Regions from separate parts of the Mus musculus genome. Here region 2 is linked to region 1. A link is a contact called in public ChIA-PET data. All regions are on one chromosome and are shown on one strand. The core of a region is the stretch at or near the end of the contact, and the rest is flanking DNA. Distances in the headings are between cores, read along the strand shown. Region 1 has its middle 7.2 kb from the start of Gm31111. Region 2 overlaps Irf2 (interferon regulatory factor 2).

Region 1 (6,845 bases), core at 1,599-4,098:
AGGGGGAAAGATGATAAACAGAAGAAAGAAGAAATACAGCAATGATACAAAGGTAAGGGATGAGGAAAATGGTAGAGGGACAAGACAGATACCAAGTGCAAAGCTACACAAAAACACAATTTTGAGGGTTGCAAAAGCATAACACTAGAGCAAAGGCTCTGAGAGGAAGCAGTGTTATGTGTCGCAACTAGGCTACAGGGCGCCATTTGCTAATCCAACACTAACGCAGGTGTTTCCTTTAAGGTATTTTGGAGATGTAGTTAACATTACTGTGGGGGTTAAATATATCTATATATCTTGACTCTAAGTAGTGACAATCCTCAAACATGTGAGTAGGACTCAAGAAATCGGTGGAAAGGCTTAATGACAGAATCTAAGCCAGGGCTTCCCTGTAGAAGAAGAAATCCCACCTCACGAGTCCAACATCAGCTCTTACCTTAGAGCAGGAGTTCTCAACCTGTGGGTCATGAGCCCAACATCCCTTTCACAGGGTCGCACATCCTGCATATCAGATATTTCCATTATGATCCATAACAGTAGCAAAATTACAGTTATAAAGTAACAATGGAAACAACTTTGTGTTTGGGGGTCACCATAACAAGAGGAACTGTAATTAAGGGGTCACAGCAATAGGGCATTAAAAACCACAGCATTAGGCCATTGAAAACCACTAACTTAGAGTTTCTGGCTCATGTGCCTGCCCTACAGATTTCAGACCCTCCAGTCCCAACAATTGTATACGACACTTCCATGAAACAAATCACCTAGTATGTTTTTCAATTATATATGTATACTATCATACATGTACATGTAAAGTTACTATATATATGCATATATATTATATGCAACTATACATGCATGCCATGTACCAAATATACATATGCATGTGTATAAATATATATATATATATATGTGTGTGTGTGTGTGTGTGTATGTGTGTGTATATATACATATGCATACATACACATATATACATATACACATATACATATATATATTTATATTGATATGTGTGTATACATATTTCTTACTGGCTTTGTTTCGGTGGGGAATTCCCACTGATGCGTGAAGTACTTAGCACAAGGGACATAAAAGCAAAAGCACACTGTATTAAACCTTAAGATGCCAACAGAGAGCTGTGACCGAGTCAGATGTGACTCACACAGGCACTGATATCTGACTTGTCTTCTCCAAGATCTTCAGGCCCTTCCTAGATTCTCTAGCTTCACTCACCACCCTTAAATCATGATAAACATGTTTTGTTTTGTGACAATGTTTCTCTATGTAGCGCTGGCTGTCCTGGAACTCACTCTATACACTAGGCTGCCCTTGAACTCATAGAGATCTGCTTGGCTCTGCCTCTGCTGGGATTAAAGGCAGGCACGATAACCACCTCGCTATCATCAATATTTCAACTTTTTAATGTTTTTATCATGTGTGGGTTTCTGCCAGTGAGTACAGTGGCCAGAGGGACCAGCAGAGGATAATGATCTCCTGTAGCTGGAGCTACAAGTTGGACCTCAATCAGTCCTCTACAAGAGCAACAGGTGCTCTTAACCACTGAGTCATCTCTCCAACATTTATATCTTAACTAGCATTTCTAGTTAATCTGACCTCTTATTACACAGTCCACATTATTTTTGTTTTAACCATCATCATATCATTATTAGCATCTCAATTTTAGGGTGTTTATGGAGAAGGAGCGTGTCCTTTTGAGTTGCTTTCACAAAACTATCAAGTACGGAGAGGAAGCATAGTGACTCACAGAGACTCCAGAATCAACAAACTAGGACATGCATCTTAAGCCCCCGACCCACCCATTTCCTCAACAGTGTCTTTTTATAAAGAAATGTATGCCCACTTTGAGTCACCTTTTTTGAATTTTTTAAAGTATGCTAGGCAAGTACTCTACCACTGAGCCCACCGCACTCACCCTTTAGCCCATTTCAATCTGAACTGGATGGGAATTGTAGTTCCTTAGAAATTACACCACACGCGCGCGCGCGCGCACACACACACACACACACACTTTCAGTTTTCCCTAAGTAGTATCTTCAAGACACATTAGTAGTAATAGGTTTTAAAAGATTAGAAAAAAAGGATTCCAGGCCAACACTAACAAAATCCTTAAAAACACCTGGTAAAGAAAGCACGCATACGTTTGCAGAATAAATTATCTGACAACTTATCTATAGTATTTTTATTTTTCACTAAAATGTCCGTGGTTTAAAGGGGGTGGGTGAAAGAAAAGAAAAGAAATGGTCACTAAACCACTATAACTCAGGATTGCTGGCCTGTCTCACTGATGATCTCTGACAAGTCCAAGGACTCGGCTGAATGACAAGAACAACAGCCAACCACCTGTAAGAGGACTGCCTGAAGGCGGAGCCAACGCCTCTCCCAGAAAGCAAGGTCTGTGCACACCAGAAAACGGGACAGATGCCGCCCTGTTATGGCTTGCTGTCCCCCTCTCCTCCCAGAAAAATACAAGCTAGTCCCAGTGACCTCCCAAAAAGACCCTAAATCCAGTAGTCAGCAAGGTTACTAACACTCCGGAAGTCCTTCGCAGGAAGTAAGGCTGCGCGGGCGGGGACACGATGCATCCTGGGAGATGTAGTCCACACTTGTGGCGCGCAGACGCAGTGGTAATGCAAGGTAGGCGTGCAGAACCCTGTGCGAGTTTAGTTTTCATTAATGATGTACTTTAAAAGGTATCAAAAAAAAGTCAGGTACTGGGGCCTAACGGCCTCGTTTCATATCACAGGGACAATCTATGAGTTCCTGCTAGACAGGAAGACTCGGTTTAGGAAGACAGTCCCTATCTAGTGGATCTGAAATAGATTGAGATAGCCCCCAAGTGGACAGTGAGGAGAAACCACATCTGTGCTATCAACAAACAGGTTGTTAAATCCAGGGAGGCAAGCCTTCCAAGGAGAGAAGTCCCACATCAGTCCCACTCTCTTTGAAATATAAGACTGCTATTGAAAATGTGTGTGTGTGTGTGTGTGTGTGTGTGTGTGTGTGTGTGTGTGTGTGTGTGTGTGCGCGCGCGCGCGCGCGCCAAAATCAAGATTAAAAAAGGTACCATCTGGAAGCTTAAACAGCAGAATGTTAAGATTAAGTTTTGGATCAAGAGATTACATTTCTGTTTCATGCATTTCATTATTTGGAAGGATAAAGAATCCCTTTTAGGTAGACTATGTCAAATGTAAAGCAAAGCATGTAGAATACATATTTTATACACCGGATATTTTCTACCATGTTATTTGAACATAATTTAAATTCATTCTCTCTCTCTCTCTCTCTCTCTCTCTCCTTCTTCTCCTTCTTCTTCTTCTTCTCCTCCTCCTCCTCCTCCTTCTTCTTCTTCTTCTCTCCTCCTCCTCCTCCTCCTCCTCCTCCTCCTCCTCCTCCTCCTCCTCCTCCTCCTCCTCCTTCTTCTTCTTCCCTCCTTTTTTTCTAATGGAACAACTCAGGAAAAAAAATTCTTTACAACGTGAATTCTAATTGTTGATAGCACTTGAACTATTAAGGATTTGTTAATATTATGTTTGTACTCTATGAGTTTGCTTAACTTGTTCTTTATTTCTTGTGTATTTTTTATAGATCCTTTAGGATTTTTTTCTTAATATGGACAACCTCGTCATCTTCAAATATAGTCTTTTTTATTTTTTCCAGCATGTGTGTTTTATATACTTTATTGCCTTGTTGCAATAGTTGGGACAGAAATGAGGGCAGTCACTACTGGCTTCTTCCTCGGATATAAAGAGAGAGCCGTTCAGTCTTTCCCAGAGGACTGGGTATTGACTATGGATTTGTTGTTATTGTTTCTCTGTTGTTATTGTATCTCTTTTACAGATATCCTAGGGGTTTTTTTGTTGTTTTTTTGTTTTTTGGTCTATTTTTAGGTTTCTGAAAGTTCTGAAAGTTACCGTCTAAGCTTGGTCAAATTCTTTTACTTGAAATGGTGGTGTGCTTTTGGGGTTGTTTTTGTGGTTGGTAGTGTTGATGTTGATTGACACACTTAGTTATATTGCTTGGTTTTTCAGAGTTCAAACAGGTCTTTCATCCCTAGGTTGAACACGGGGTAATGTTATTCCCATAAAATAAGTTAGAAGATACTTCCTCCTCTTTTCGTTCCTGTAGTTGTTTATGTACAATTTGTATCATTCTGTCTCCTGTTGATGCCATGGTTCTTTTCATGTATCAGTTTTGCTAGACTCACAGGACCCAGATATTTGGTCAAATGTTATAAATGTTTCTACTGAAGGTTTTTTTTGTTTTGTTTTGTTTTGTTTTGTTTTGTTTTGTTTTGTTTTGAGTCCTTTTGGTCTGTTTTTCTGCAGAAGTCTAATCTGTTATCTAAGCTTGGGGATTACTTTTTGTGACAGGGTCTCTTAATTTAGTTCTGGGCGATCTGGAACTCAGTAAGTAGATCAGGCTGTTCTCAAACTCGCAAAGATATACCTGCCTCTGTCTTCTGAGTGCTGGAATTAAAGACATGTGTCACCATGGCCTGGCCTAAAGTTTGAAGCTTTTAAGGTGGAAGATTTTCATCTACTACGTGGTCAGGTTTTTGTTTATTTAGTTTTTGTTTGATTGTTTATTTGTTTTGATTTTGAGGGTTTTGTTTTGTTTTGTTTGTTTTGTTTCTTTGGTCAACTGAACACAAGCCAACCTTGAGTCAACCTGGGAACAGGGAACCTCAATTGAGAGTACGCCTCTATCAGATTGTCCTCTAGGCAAGGTTGATGGGCATCATATTGATGGGTGATCAGAATGCGGAGGCAGCCCTACTGTGTGATCCTGGGCAAGCTGAGCAAGCCATGAAGAGCAAGCCAGTTAGCTGCACTCCTCCCTGGTTCTGTCCTGACTTCCCTCAATGATTCACTGAGACCAGGAAGCCAAACAAAACCTTTTGTGCCCAAGTTGGTTTTCTTTAGTGTTAAGGCCTAGGTAAATTATTAAGGCCTGGATGGAATGTGGAAGCCCAGGTAGAATGCTAAGGCCTAAATAACTGTTACCTGGCCTGGCTCACCTACCATTCTAAGGAAAGGTTCTCATATGTTTCTGCTTTTACTAGGAAACTTTCTAATGTCAAGTTGATTACGTATTCTGTTATGTTCTGTGCCCTTAAAAACCAATTGTGATAGAAATTATTAGAATTGTGTTGTGTAGTTACCTACCATAAGCTTGGACACAAACTAAGCATCCAGCAGCACTTTCTGCACTTGTGTATAAGCTTTTATGGTATTTGCCTTTATAAGCTGTCCCTGAGATGGACCCCAGCATATGAGAAACATCTGCACCAATATAAGAAAGTACTTGAAATAAATCTTCCATTTTGAGGAGTGGTAAAGTTCAAGTTCCCAAGATCTCCCTGAGAACTGACAGGCTACACAGCAGAAGGAGACATGTATGTGGATAACTGACATCCAGTTGGCAAGTTAAAAGATGAATGTTACACAAAACAAGTCCCATCCTGGTTGACAAGTTAAAACATGAATATTTGACAAGGCAAGTCCCCTGCCACAGTTGAATACCCCAACCAATGGGAGCAGGATAAATGAACAACAAAGACACGTCCCTAACGAAATCCCCAACCCTAAAGCTTCATTGGTGAAATAACTTGGCACAGATATTTTTAGGTCTCAGGCTTAACTCGGGGTCACAGTTCAGCCCCTGAGACTGAGTCATGTTCCTGGTCGATCAGCCAATGAACCACTGCTAGTTGACTGAGATCGGAGTCTAGGTGGTTTGTGCGACAATCCCCAGAACCCCACAGTTAGTGTTTCTCCACATTAATTAGGATACTGTAGTGGCTATTCCTGATTGTCAACTTGACTATATCTGGAATGAATTACAATCCAGAATTGGAAGGCTCACCAGTGACCCTAAATCTGGAGGCTGGGAGATAGAAGTTTCTTATCTGGATCTTGGTATGGAGATCTTGAGGCATAGTAGCTATGGATTCCAGAAGATTAAGACAGGAAGATCTCTGAGTTCAAGGTCATCTGGGATTAAAGGTGTGGTGGAACACACCTTTAATCTGGGCTACACCTTCTCCTGCAGACCATATAAGGACATTGGAAGAAGGGAGTCTCGCTCTCGCTCCTTTGCCTGCTTGCCGTGTGGGACTGAGTAACTGCTAGATCCTTAGACTTCCATTCACAGCTACTACTGAACCATTGTTGGGAATTGGACTGCAGATTGTAAGTAATCAATAAATTCCTTTACTATATAGAGACTATCCATAAGTTCTGTGACTCTAGAGAACCCTGACTAATACAGATACATTCAAGACAGTTTCTTACTATTTACAGGAATAACAATATCATTTGTCCTTAAGCCAGCCTTGATGGTTTCTTGATGGTGGAATACATATATAATCCCAGTGACTGTGAAGTGGAGATTGGATGTTCAGTGTCATCCTTAGCTTCATTGCAAGTGCAATGCCACCTTGGGCTGCAGGAGACACTCTCTCTCAAAAAAAAAATTGTTCCAGAGGGCTGGAGAGATGGAGAGATGGCTCGGGCTCAGCAGTTAAGAGCACTGACTGCTCTCCCAGAGGTTCAGAGTTCAATTCCCAGCAACCACACGGTGGCTTATAACCCCTCTGTAATGGGATCTGATGCCCACTTCTGGTGTGTCTGAAGACAGCTACAGTGTATTCATATACATGAAAGAAAGGAAGGAAGGAAGGAAGGAAGGAAGGAAGGAAGGAAGGAAGGAAGAAAGAAAGAAAGAAAGAAAGAAAGAAAGAAAGAAAGAAAGAAAGAAAGAAAGAAAGAAAGAAAGAAAGAAAGAAAGAAGTTTGTACAGGTGCCAACAAGATGACTTGGTCA
Region 2 (6,819 bases), core at 744-3,243, 95 kb before region 1:
AATCCATAAATCACTATTAATTGGATTTCCAAGGAAAGCATTTATGTCAGAGGAAGAGCAGATTGGAGCAGAGGAAATGCCTGGCCAAAGAGAGTTCAACAGACAAGCAGGGTGAGATAAAAGAGGGTCAAAGCAGGGCTGTGGTGCTGATGAGGACAGAGGAACCGCCTCAGGCAGCATCACAGATGATGCTCCGGAGTCACCCACCACTTCAGAAACAAATCCTAGGTATTTAACACCAATCTTCAGTAGTAGCACACACAACCGCCTTAGCCATCAGATATTGTTATTTCCATTTTAGAGATGAGTAAAAATAGCTAAAAAAAAAAAAAGGAAAAAAGGAAACCCATCCCAAAAGATGAGATAAATAAGTTAAAAATAAAAAGCCAAAAGGGAGGAGGTATGGGGGTGAGGGGAAAGGAAGACTAGGAAAGAGGGGCGATGCTCCCCCTGAAAACAGAAAGGGGGAAATTATTATAAAGTTCAAGGACTGTAACAGAAACTTCCAGTAGTAATTCTTGGTTAGCACTCAATAATTCTCCCCCTAATCCACATTCACTTCTTATAGAATATTCTAGACTCCTCACCCTGACTGATGTGTGTAAGGACGTCCATGCAGAAGCACAGAGACGGGGAGAAGCGGAGCTGAGAACGACAGCCACCATGGTTTCCAATACCACATTCATTCCGGAGCTTACGAGGAGCTCAGAGCTTCCCGTGCATAGCGTCATTTAGCCTCCCAACAAGCCACCCGGGCAGAGCGTCTCATCTCCATCTTGTACTGGAAGAAATGGAGCCACTTACTTAGCCTGACCTCAGAGGAGCGGCAAGGCTCAAGATCCAATCCAAACCTTTCTGCCTCCAAGGGCCACAGCAAAACCCAGTGTTTCTCAAACCGCTGGTAAAAGCTTGCTAAGGCACTGTGCAATGTGTTTGGGGGTTTTGTTATTGTTTGTTTGGTTTTTTTTTTTTAATTAAGATTGGTATTCTCGCCGGGCAGTGGTGGCACACGCCTTTAATCCCAGCACTCGGGAGGCAGAGACAGGCAAATTTCTGAGTTCGAGGCCAGCCTGGTCTACAAAGTGAGTTCCAGGACAGTCAGGGCTACACAGAGAAACCCTGTCCTGGAAAACCAAAAGAAGAAGAAGAAGAAAAAAAGATTGGCATTCTTGGTTTATGATCAGCAAGTTTAATTTAATTTTAATGGACTGGAGTATAGAATAGAAAATATAAGAAGGTGCTACAAATAGAGTCGACATAATTGCAAGGAACTTCCTCCTATTTCAGACCTCATCATATATGGTGCTGTAGCATCGTTGATACTAATACTGTGGCTGATAAGGTTTAAAGAGAATTGCATTTAGGCTGACCTGACCCTTTAACAGTGTGTGTGTGTGTGTGTGTGTGTGTGTGTGTGTGTGTGTGTGTACGTACGTACGTACGTGTGTAGGCAGGTAGGGAAAGAGGATATTGGCAAGTATAAGGGATAAAAGAAGACAAAAATAAATAAATATATGCATCCTTAGTAACCTGTAAGCTACTAAGAGATAGATGTACAAGAGCTTGCTGACATTTGCATGCACAGGGATATCACCTTCAGAGCTAAGACAATACGCCGTGATGTGTTGAGGAGGAGGTGTTAGATTTCACATTTGGCTGTTTCCTGTGTCTCTGTGGCATTTGTACACATCACTCCACATATTCTGGTGGAAGCCTGACGAAGTAAGTCAACACTGCCAGTCATGAAAACAGAAAGATGGTTTGACATTTGGATGGACATAGAAAAAAATGGCTATTGCTATCTAAACCAATAGAGTGCTGATCCTTTCAAAGTTTTGTTAAACTTCATCTTCGTTTTCTGATTTGCTGTTTTATAAAACTTTTTAAAGATATATGTCAGTTCCATCAAAGAATACACTCCAGGGGGGCTGGAGAAATGGCTTGGAAGTGAAGAGCCGCAACGAGCAGTGTGTAACAGCCATCTATAACTCTAGTTCCAGGAGATCTATGTCCCCCTTTGGCCTCTGCAGGCACTGCACACACGTGGTGTACATACATACCCTCCGGCACACACAAATGCACAGAAAATAAATACAAAGACCATGTTTCAAGCTTGATCAAGTACAGTGCTTACCAAAACAGTATGAGGACCCAGTCCCCAGCATCTGTGTGAAAAGCCAGACATTATAACTCCTCTGTAGCCCCCACACCGGGGAGACAGAGACAGGAGGATTCCTAGGATTAGTGGGCCAGCCAGTCTAGGTGAACCAGCTCTAAGTTCAGTGAAAGATTCTATCTCAAAGATAAAGCAGATAAGGAAGAAAGCCAGGGGCAAACTCTGGTCTCCACATGCACATACACACTGGTGCACACTTACCCACACCTTGCATGCGAGTACACTCATACACACACTCACAGAGAGGCAGAGGCAGAGGCAGAGGCAGAGAGGCAGAGGCAGAGAGGCAGAGGCAGAGAGGCAGAGGCAGAGAGGCAGAGGCAGAGGCAGAGGCAGAGAGGCAGAGAGGCAGAGAGGCAGAGAGGCAGAGGCAGAGAGGCAGAGGCAGAGGCAGAGAGGCAGAGGCAGAGGCAGCACAAGCCACAGCCACCTTTTCTGGTTTGAATCTCTCCCAGTCTCTAAAACAATATTGTGCAATGTTATCACCTGGAGAACTTTGAAGGAAAATTCCCTAACCCCAGCCTAATAAGACTCTCCAGGGCAGGGAACAGGATTCACTTTCATTATCTTAGAGTAATTTCGATATGCCACTAAGTGGGGGGAACCACTGCCACTTAGTGCCCATTAATCTAATGGCCTTCCGCATCCCTGATGGCTGACAAACATCTCCGAATGAGTCATGGGACAGGAGGAGGCTACTGGTGAATGAAGTTCATGACTAATGCGAAACAAATGCACATGAAATTAAAATTCCAAAATGCCTTTATCACAAAGCAGGCTTCCCACGCCGAGAATCACACAAATTAGAGTTTAGTGTACCTGCTTTCTACACAGAATTTTCTGATTAGGTGAGTTCTGGGTCCTTTTGGGAGATATTATATACTACCATAGCAATTTTACAAAAAAACGAAATTGTCTCTGGGCACAGACTACCGTGGTACCTAACGCAGTTTGACTTAGCCTCTGATCATAATGTGTAGTGTTGTGTGACCACCATAAACACACAGCAAAACTGCCTTAGGGTCTCCATATGTATGCTCAAAAGACACTAACATATCGCCAGTTTGGGGTATGACAGGTGACACAGTCATCCCAGAAAGCGGTTCTCATTACAGCCTCACAAGAATGGTTCTTCTGCTCCAGGGTAAGCCTCGCCAATGTATGCAACTTGCAATGCTCTTGCCCCTGTGTTGTGCTCAGAGGCCCCATTGGGTTTCAGGAGCAGCTCCGAGACAAGTGCTAAGGAGTCCAGATTAAGTACACTAATCAGAAAACCGCTAGACCTCTTAAAGTTTGATTGGCCCCGTTGTACTTGACGTCACTCATTGCCACTTCCCTCACCCTCCCACCTACTGCCACGCTTAGCCATCTGCTTCCACCGGGCTGCCCTGTGACCACACCCTCTCCATCTTCATGAGGGCAGCCCGATTAGCGGTACTACCTTCTTCATCAGTCCTGCAGTGGCCGATTCTGACATCGGTCTGTTTCCAGATTCTACTTGGCAATTTCAGAAACAAGTCTGCAGTGGCCATGCCCGTGTTCAGAGCTTTCCATCTGATATCTTTCTAAAAAGTCCAGACCTCCTGCCATGACCTACAAAGAAAGGTCCTTCCTAGGTCTCCAAAATTCTCCAGAATCATTTTAGTTTCCTGGGCAGCTCTGCCCACTGAGTACAGCTTCCCCAGGTGCTTTTCTGTGTCTCGACCTGGCTCTCTTGCTTCCGCTCCCTGGAATGTGCTTTGGCCCCATGTACATCCCAACACAGTAGCTCCATTTCCTCACTACGAATGGATCTCACCAACCTGCCTCATTCGCTCTTGCTGCAAAACGTCATGATAGGCCGGGTCCGTGACTCCGCCTCCACCGATCCTCGGGTCTCTGCTGCTTTCCTTGCCAGTGCCTCCTCTCAGTTCTCCCAAAAGCCCTTTCGGCCTTTGCCTCCTTCGAGCTTCATGGACTCACCCCATCTTTAATGGCAGCAGATGATCGTGAAGGTGGCTTCGTGGAGAATACAGACACCGACGGGCTCTTCCTTCTAACTTTCTAACTCTCCTTCAAACTCTTCAAACATCTGTGCACTAATGTGACCTCCTTTCCTCTGTTTTCCGATGAGGTGGGAGCCATTGGCGTTCAGCTGCTGCAACCCAATGTGGTCTGAGGACATGCCAAGGTTGACTTCTGACCTATTGTTTGAGATCTCCTTGGGACAGTCCAAACAATGTTGGAGGGTCAATTAGATGCATGAGGCTGGAGCACTAAGAAAGGTCCAGTCACGAAATAGTCAACCAACCCTCTGCATATTTTCCAATGCTATCTCTTCTACAATGTCTACCCTACAACATAGGACTCAAAAATCCCCTTGTGAACTCGTAACACAACCTCTAACAATTATTTAACATATAATCACACTGCCTTCCAGTGTCTGCTTCATTTTTCTATGCTTTAATCCATCAAGACAAAGGTTCTCTGGAGCCGGAAGCCTGCGTTGAGGTTGCTATATGTGTAAATACATATGACCACAGTATTACACATTACACCTAAGAAGTATAGATCAGTTCTACCCGGCAGACTTTTGCAACAATCGCCTTTATCTACAGAGTCCAATAAGCTACTTGCTAGTCACTTACATACACCTAACACCTCACCTAAGAGTAAAAGACAGTTTCCAAGTCAGGGTCACCCACAGATGCCTGGTGCAAACAAAGTATCTTCCCTGGACACCCCTGTGGAGGTGCCAGAGGAGGCTAGCCACTAGCCATTGAGCGGATACTATATTGAGAAGCTTGGTTTGAAAACAGCCTAGCTCATATTCTGCAAGCTTAGTCACCTCTTAGAACACAACCTACTGCTAAGTGGAGGACCTTGAGTGTGAATAACTAAAGGATCCAGGTCTAGACCTGCAAGCTCCTGCAAACAGCACAGGCTGTCAAGTCCAGCATCTCCCCACACTCAGCGAAAACTATTATCAACAGCTACCATGCCCAAGTGCTTAATGGCATTGTGCAAGTTATAGGCATAAAGAGCATTAGCTCTGTGCATTCACCAGTATGAAAGTGCTGCTGTGATTCCTACTCTACAGCTGAAGCAGGCCCTTGATGTTAAATAGGGTGACCAAGGCTACATCACTCCTGACCATTACAGCTGAGACTTGAACAGCCATCTTAAATCCAAATCATTTCCCCTCTGGGTAAGAAACACACATACTTGCAGGCCAAACATGGAGTATCCACAAGGCCTGGATGTCACCATCTGACCCTTCTCCACACTGGGAGCCTGTGCTGCAGAGGCCACAGGTAGGGCAGGAGGATACAGTACAACAAACTCAGTGTCAGCTCCAGGGACTGAGGGTACTGAAGAGGAAGCCATTTTTCAATTTCCTTGATCCAGCCCCCGTCTGGTGCCTTCCCGGAAAGTAGGGATTAACATAAATAACCACACACCCTGTCCAGCCACAGCTTCGCTTTTGTAGTTTTCCAAGGAAAACAGTATTTCCCCACTCTCTGTGTGCTAAGAAGCAGGCGCCTTCCCTCTTTCCACCCCTTTCCTTAAGAAACTGGAAGAGGAAGAACCAGAGGAGACTTCCCCAATTACGTCACTTGGGTACTCTCTCCAGTTGCTTCAGCAACGTAACTTCCTTCCTAAAGCAGGGCCGCCTGGCCAGTGCGCATGCTTCCAGGTTTGCAAAGGAACCGAAAGCAAAGGAGGAGAAGCAGGCGCCCTGCCTGGCCCTGTTTCTGATTAACCTGGAGAGCTATCTCAGGAGCCTAAGTCCTACAGAAAGCTAATGTCCCACCACCCTGATGCTAATTTCACATTAACACTTACTGAAGGTATTGGAAGCCACTAACACGCCCTTCCTATCTGCCCATCTCTACCTCCTGCCAGTTGCTGGGAGAAGCACAAGAAGCTAAGAGGCCATGTTGCTTCCGACTCCTTCACAAGAGTGCCAGATTCCCAAGCCAGAGAACTACTTCAGCCACTTAAATATCTCAGCACTTTGTTTGACCTGTATTTCTCAATACCAAGAGACTTCCTAAGGCTTTCTGAGGAAGACTTGAACTTCCCCTCCTGTCTTAGTTAGGGTTTTACTGCTGTGAACAGACACCATGACCAAGGCAACTCTTTTTTTTTTTTTAGGTGAAAATCTTGCATTTTATTTATATATCTTTAATTTTCCTTTTTTTAATATTTTATTACGTATTTTCCTCGATTACATTTCCAGTGCGATCCCAAAAGTCCCCCATACCCTCCCCCCCCACTTCCCTACCCACCCATTCCCATTTTTTTGGCCCTGGCGTTCCCCTGTACTGGGGCATATAAAGTTTGTGTGTCCAATGGGCCTCTCTTTCCAGTGATGGCCGACTAGGCCATCTTTTGATACATATGCAGCTAGAGTCCAGAGCTCCGGGGTACTGGTTAGTTCATAATGTTGTTCCACCTATTGGGTTGCAGACCCCTTTAGCTCCTTAGGTACTTTCTCTAGCTCCTCCATTGGGGGCCCTGTGATCCATCCAATAGCTGACTGTGAGCATCCACCTCTGTGTTTGCTAGGCATAGTCTCACTTGAGACAGCTATATCTGGGTCCTTTCAGCAAAATCTTGCTAGTGTATGCAATGGTGTCAGCGTTTGGAAGCTGATTATG

The links. ChIA-PET counts read pairs in DNA pulled down with a chosen protein or histone mark.
Region 2: an RNA polymerase II ChIA-PET map of effector CD8 T cells shows a contact between it and region 1, with 10 read pairs. The contact joins two enhancer-like sites. A contact is called at or near these places in 1 of 15 datasets of contacts at CTCF or cohesin (large pre-B cells), 11 of 484 Hi-C or Micro-C datasets (the HPC-7 cell line, the N1E-115 cell line, bone marrow-derived dendritic cells and 8 more), 5 of 115 datasets of contacts at active chromatin or transcription factors (bone marrow-derived macrophages, effector CD8 T cells, microglia and 2 more) and 3 of 9 other capture datasets (adipose tissue, liver and pancreatic islet).

Annotation. Positions count from the first base shown.
Region 1 is chr8:46,682,749-46,689,593 of GRCm38.p6, reverse strand. No RefSeq gene overlaps it. Among named protein-coding and RNA genes, the nearest start is that of Gm31111, 7.2 kb to the right of the region's middle. Within about 2 kb of position 2,848, at least 439 of the 459 cell types and tissues checked have an H3K27ac peak or open chromatin away from gene starts, as enhancers often do. A contact at or near this core is called in effector CD8 T cells and natural killer cells, where this site is marked.
Region 2 is chr8:46,777,270-46,784,088 of GRCm38.p6, reverse strand. The region is part of intron 1 of Irf2 (interferon regulatory factor 2); the gene reads right to left. Among named protein-coding and RNA genes, the nearest start is that of Gm31172, 5.9 kb to the right of the region's middle. Within about 2 kb of position 1,993, at least 9 of the 459 cell types and tissues checked have an H3K27ac peak or open chromatin away from gene starts, as enhancers often do. A contact at or near this core is called in effector CD8 T cells and natural killer cells, where this site is marked.